Linked DNA regions of Sus scrofa: region 2 is linked to region 1. Evidence: chromatin contacts called from public promoter capture Hi-C data. All regions are on one chromosome and are shown on one strand. The core of a region is the stretch at or near the end of the contact, and the rest is flanking DNA. Distances in the headings are between cores, read along the strand shown. Region 1 holds the start of CNOT11 (CCR4-NOT transcription complex subunit 11). Region 2 overlaps TBC1D8 (TBC1 domain family member 8).

What was found. Promoter capture Hi-C pulls out the DNA fragments that hold promoters and counts their contacts.
Region 2: a promoter capture Hi-C map of skeletal muscle shows a contact between it and region 1, with 6 times the contacts expected there. The contact joins the enhancer-like site here to the promoter of CNOT11 in region 1. A contact is called at or near these places in 2 of 5 promoter capture datasets (fetal skeletal muscle and skeletal muscle), 17 of 47 Hi-C or Micro-C datasets (blood, brain, embryonic fibroblasts and 9 more) and 2 of 2 datasets of contacts at active chromatin or transcription factors (alveolar macrophages and skeletal muscle).

The regions. Positions count from the first base shown.
Region 1 is chr3:53,079,736-53,082,778 of Sscrofa11.1, reverse strand. It overlaps CNOT11 (CCR4-NOT transcription complex subunit 11), which reads left to right and starts at 1,464. Exons shown (of 7, transcript XM_003124884.6): 1 at 1,464-2,056. The coding sequence starts at 1,537.
Region 2 is chr3:53,268,534-53,271,576 of Sscrofa11.1, reverse strand. It overlaps TBC1D8 (TBC1 domain family member 8), which reads right to left. Exons shown (of 20, transcript XM_021087166.1): 16 at 1,210-1,450; 17 at 651-716. Among named protein-coding and RNA genes, the nearest start is that of RPL31, 25 kb to the left of the region's middle. Within about 2 kb of position 1,431, at least 6 of the 83 cell types and tissues checked have an H3K27ac peak or open chromatin away from gene starts, as enhancers often do. A contact at or near this core is called in skeletal muscle, where this site is marked.

The sequences.
Region 1 (3,043 bases), core at 215-2,714:
TTTAGGGCCACACCCGCGGCATATGGAGGTTCCCAGGCAAGGGGTCAAATCAGAGCTGCAGCTGCTGGCCTACACCACAGCCACAGCCACAGCCACAGCAACGTGGGAGCTGAACTTCGTCTGTGACCTACACCACAGCTCACAGAAACACTGGATCCTTAACCCCTGAGGGAAGCCAGGGATGGAATACGCAACCTCATGGTTCCTAGTAGAATTTGTTTCCGCTGCGCCACAACACTGAGCTGCTATCATTTTTTTCAGCATAGACTGGATTTCTGCAACTGGCCTGGTGGGAATTGCTAGTTGAAATCCTTGTAGGGTTTTGTAGGTCTAGGGAGGAACCTTGCAAGTCTGGGACCAGCCACTTGGTGGGTCCCAGCCTGGAGTGCACACTAGTCACCTGGGCAGATGTTTTTGCTTTTTAAAAATTTTACTAGGGCTGCACCTGTGGCGTATGTAGGTTCCCAGGCTAGGGGTCGAATCCGAGCTGTAGCTGCTGGCCTATGCCACGGCCACAGCAACATCAGATCCGAGCCACATTTGTGACCTACACCACAGCTCACGGCAACCCTGGATCCTTAACCCAGGGATTAAGGATCGAGGCCAGGGATTGAACCAGCATCCTAATGGATGCTAGTCAGATTCGTTTCCCCTGAGCCAGGACAGGACCTCTGTTTTTGCTTTTTGTTTGTTCATACCTGGCCATTAGGGCCAGGATTTGTAAAGGATTCCTGGAAACTTCCAGTGCACAGCTAAGGCCCAGAATGAGCGACCTAGGGCAGACTAGGTAAGAAGTTGCAAAGCAGGAGTTCCCTCGCGGTGCAGTGGGTTAAGGATCAGGCGTGGAGTAGGTTTGGTTCCTGGCTTGGGAATTTTTGTTTGCCACAGCGCAGCCAAAGAAAAAGTTGCACAACAATTTTGTATATAAATGTTTATTGTTAAGTTTCCAGAGATCTTGTTAAAATAGCCATGTACATGTGCAGTATGATTCCATTTCTTTAAAAAGGAGTGTAAGTCTAAAAATTAACTTTGCTTATGAGAAACATGTTATCCTTATCTGCACTTAAAGTTTTAGCATGACCATCCATGTGTGTTATATTAAAAAAGATTTCATATTCTAACATGCATTTTTCCAAACAAATAACACCGTCCTTTATTGAGACCGTTCGTTCCCGCACTGCCCAGGGGGGTCCTGGGGGCTGAACTCTTGAAGGAGGACAGGCAGACTATGCCGCAGCGGGGGGGCTATGGCACCGCTTGACTCCCACAGCGCGAGACCCGGCCGGGCCCCTCCCTCAGGCCCCGCCCCCATTTCCGGCGCTTTGCCCCGCCCACCCAGCGTCTGGGGATCTTCTCCCTGGCCCGGCACCAGCAGCCTCGCTCTGGCTCCGCGCTGCCCTTTCCGCGGCCGGCTGGTTTCTCGGTGTGTTTTGTTTGCGACGCTGTCGTGCAACAGCGCGCTTTACGGCCGCAGGGACGGAGCGAGCCGGCGCCAGGGCCACTCTGGCCGGGGAGCAGGGCGGGCGGGTGAGGTTGATGCCCGGCGGCGGGGCGAGCGCGGCGTCTGGCCGGCTTTTCACCGCCGCAGAGCAAAGAGGGACCCGGGAAGGGGCGGGGTCGGCGTCCAGGTGCGGCCCGGGGGTCTCCGGCTCCGGCAGCGGCAGAGGCGGAGCGGGCGTCCCCGGGCCGGGGAGTGGAGGCCCGGGGGGCCCTGCGGGCAGGATGAGCCTGACCCCGAAGGAACTCTCGAGCCTGCTGAGCATTATCTCGGAGGAGGCGGGCGGCGGCAGCACCTTCGAGGGCCTGTCTACCGCATTCCACCACTACTTCAGCAAGGCCGACCACTTCCGCCTGGGCTCGGTGCTGGTCATGCTGCTGCAGCAGCCAGACCTGCTGCCCAGCGCGGCGCAGCGCCTCACGGCGCTCTATTTGCTCTGGGAGATGTACCGCACCGAACCGCTCGCCGCCAACCCCTTCGCCGCCAGCTTCGCGCATCTGCTCAACCCCGCGCCGCCCGCCCGCGGCGGCCAGGAACCCGACCGGCCGCCGCTCTCAGGTACGCCCGGGGCCAGGTGTGCGTCGCCGAGGGTGAGATTGGCAGCTTCTCGGCCTTCACCCGCACTTGAAACTGATTGTTGCCTTTTGAGATTCCCTACCCCCCACCCCTTCCACCAAGTATGAAGAAGTAACAGCTTCATGGCGCCGAAAATTATCCCTCCCAACAATGCAGGTGGTCCAATCACGCAGCGTAATATGGGGCTTGATGGTTTAGCGCCTCAGATAAAATTTGTTCTCGTCAAGCCCGTCGGAGGTGTGTGAAGTTGTAAGTAATGACACACTGGATCTGCCCCCGGCTTTTAGTCTCAGACGAGTCAATTAGGAGTCATTCAGAACCTGAGGAAGTTGAGCGGAAACACATTTAACAGCGTTTAAGGACATCACAGCCACCTTCTTCTTGCTGTTAGGTCTTTGGGTAATGCGATGGGGGCGGAGGAGAGAAAGTCTCAAATTCACGGCCTAGGTTAGAAAACCCAAGGCTGTTGGACATGATGTGAAAGTTATGCTCGGTCAACTTCCGTGAAGATCGGTGGGTTTGATAGGAGGCTGCCTTTTTAAAAAAAAAAAAAAAACTCCAGAGATGCTTTATGAGACTTGAATTTGGGAGAAGACCTAAACCGGGCGAGGGGAAAGGCCCAGAAGAGATGGTGGTGAGGGTACCTGGAAGACTTAGTCAAGGACCAGTGTAGGGGGTGAGGCAGGTAGAGAGGTGGGAAGCAGCTTGATGGTAGGGTCCTTCAGCGGTGGTAAGACAGGCAGATCACTCCTTAGGTAGGGGGCTGCTATATAGGGAGCCAAGAGGTAAAGGCAGCCGGTTTTGAGTAAATACCAGAGGATTTCCTTGCAGGTGAGGGCTTCCACATTTTAAGATGGTCGTTTTTCCCGCTGCCCACTCCTCTGGATCTTAAGCATCTTCTGGTTGGTTTCCTGCACTGCCCTTGACCTAAGAGGAGTAACCTTTGTATTCCTTGAGGTGTCTGTGGGG
Region 2 (3,043 bases), core at 182-2,681, 190 kb before region 1:
GTGAGTCAGAACAATTAAGAAAGAAAAGGATCATAGTGGGAACGAAGAGGTAAAACTGTCACTATTCACAGATGACATGATACCACATATAGAAAATCTTAAAAGCACCATCAGAAGACTCTTAGAATAAATGAATTCAGTAAAGTTGTGTACACATATACATGCACACGATGGAATCCTGCTCAGCCATCAAAAAAAAAAAAAAAAAAAAAAAAAAAGGAAGGAAATTCAGAGTTCCAGTTCCAGTTGTGGTTCAGTAGCAATGAACCCGACTAGTAACCATGAGGACGCGGGTTCAATCCCTGGCCTCACTCAGTGGGTTAAGGATCTGATGTTGCTGTGAGCTGTGGTGTAGGTCACAGACATGGCTCAGATCCTGCATTGCTGCGGCGTAGGCCGGCAACTGCAGCTCTGATTCAACCCCTAACTTGGGAGCTTTGATATGCCGCAGGTACGGATTTAAAAAAAGACCAAAAAAAATTAAAAAATAAAATGAGATACTTAAAATCTGTCATTAGCCACCCCAATCAAACTAGACACACGTGTTGCCTCAAGTTGAATAAATTTAAAACGAGAAGAAAGGGTTGTGCACAAAGCGGATTTATGTCAAGACAGAACAGAGCCTGACTTTTCTACTTGGAATTTCTTACCTGGAGGGATATGAAGCCTGTATAACAGCTTGATTTTCTCATTCATTTCTCCGTTATACATGATATCTGCAAAATTTTTAAAAAGAGAGAGACTGACTAGATGCAAATGATTAAAGTCTATGTGTCATGACACAAAGTCACTGTGGGGAGAGGGGTGAGGTCAATGCTCAATTGACCTGACATCCACCCCTGCCCCAGACACACTGAGTTTGAAAGGAAAACAAGAAGGGTGGTGACTGATTGGAGACTGGATAACCTTGGGAACTTTGGCCTCATGACTTCTGGAAGATTTTAATTGTAGCTGCAAAAGTTAAGAACGTGTCTCCTAACAAGCCACCACCACACCCGGGAGGTCAGTGACCTTGGATGTGGAGAGCCTGGGCCCCTGCCCCACCCGCCTTGGGCAGCCTATAAAAGTGGTCATGAGAGGAGCCTGCAAAGGGACTGTTAAAAATCACAAAATCACATCAGACTAGACACAAATCCACCTCCCTGAGTGGCCGTGCCTGCTTCATCACTCGCCCAATGAACTTGCTGCAGTAAAGACCCAGAGTCATACCCAGACAGCTCACGAAGGCTTTGAATTCAATAAGGTGGTCCATGTTGTCGTCCAGGAGCCTGAAAGTCCTCTCGGCCAGGATGTCTGTGTGGGCCCCACAGGTCCACGGCGAGACGAGCTGAAACAGGCGTGCAAACTGCCGGGCGTCTATGCGGTACTGCTCTGCGTAGGGCCTGCTGGGGTCGTGGCGCAGGGCCAGAGGTCCAGGCTGCTCCCAGTAGCAGCTCATCATGTGTTCTCGCTGAGGGGGAGGGGGAAGGGCTGTGAGGGCGGCACCTGGGCGAGGCCCAGGCTTAAGAGGCCTTCCTGCCTCAATTACTCTGCCTGCTAAAATTGTTACCACTGAGTAAGCAACATCACAACAAATAAAAACATTATCTCACCCTCTCACCACTCCAACCAGATGTGTACTTTTCCCTATTACCCTGTAGTCTATGCCTACACGAATATGTTAATTTTGACATTTTTTTCTTTTAATTAAGGTTTCTTTTGTTTTTTCATTGTAGCAAGATGCACACACCAAAATTTATCATTTTAACAATTTTTAAATGTACAGCTTGGCTGCTATAGTTTGAATTATAGAAGTCACATAATTTCTACTCTGCTATTTTCACTTAAGATCCTATTATTTGAAAGTCAAAAAGTACTGACAAATCTATAGGACACAGAAGAAACTATTAACACTGGTCCCCTGTTGGGACAGAAATAGGGGCAGAGATTCAGATGAGGAAGTGAGCCTTTTTACTGCATGTTTTTTTTTTTAATATGTTGTGAATTTTGAACCATATCAATAGGTTAAAAATTCAAAAATTTAAAAAACAGAGGCAGTTTGAAGTCTTGGGAAGAGACTGAAAACTAAAGCAGTCAAAACTGGCCCTGTCACCTAGGACCAGATCAGCCTCTCTTTTTTTTTTTTTTTTTTTTTTTTTTTTGGTTGGTCTTTTGTCTTTTTAGGGCTCCACCCGTGGCATATGGAGGTTCCCAGGCTAGGGGTCGAATCAGAGCTACAGCTGCTGGTCTTTACCACTGTTGGAGACCACTGAACTGCTGAACTCTGCAGAAGGCAAACTTGGAGCATGTGCAAAAGCACAAGAAGCTAACACGCAGAATTCTAAGGTACAGGGTCTCCTTCAAAGACAAGCTAAGGGAGTTATGCATTAACCATGAGCAGCTGCATTATGCCCTAGAGGTATGCACCTGTAACTAGTTTCTTTGTTATTCACTAAGAGATCGCTTTGTCATTGCCTGCACCTGATTTTGCTCATTACCTCTTCCCTAATAAAAGTCATGAGGGCTAAAGCCTAGGTGCCTTTGTTCTGCAGAACAGAGTGCCTCCTGGTCCCTCACTTTCTAAATGTAAAACAGTCTTGTGGAGTTCCCGACGTGGCGCAGTGGTTAACGAATCCGACTAGGAACCATGAGGTTGCGGGTTCGGTCCCTGCCCTTGCTCAGTGGGTTAATGATCTGGCGTTGCCGTGAGCTGTGGTGTAGGTTGCAGACGCGGCTCGGATCCCGCGTTGCTGTGGCTCTGGCGTAGGCCGGTGGCTACAGCTCCGATTCAACCCCTAGCCTGGGAACCTCCATATGCCGCGGGAGCGGCCCAAGAAATAGCAGCAACAACAACAACAAAAAAAAAAAAAAAAAAAAAAAACAGCCTTGTGTGTTAGGCCACGCTTCCCTCCCTCATGATCTCCCATTGCCCTGCAGCACTGGATTCGGCACACCTCAGCCACAGTAACTTGGGATCCAAGCTGGGTCTCCGACCTACACCACAGCTCACAGCAACGCCAGATCCTTAACCCACTGAGCGAGGCCAGGGATGGAACCCGCGTCT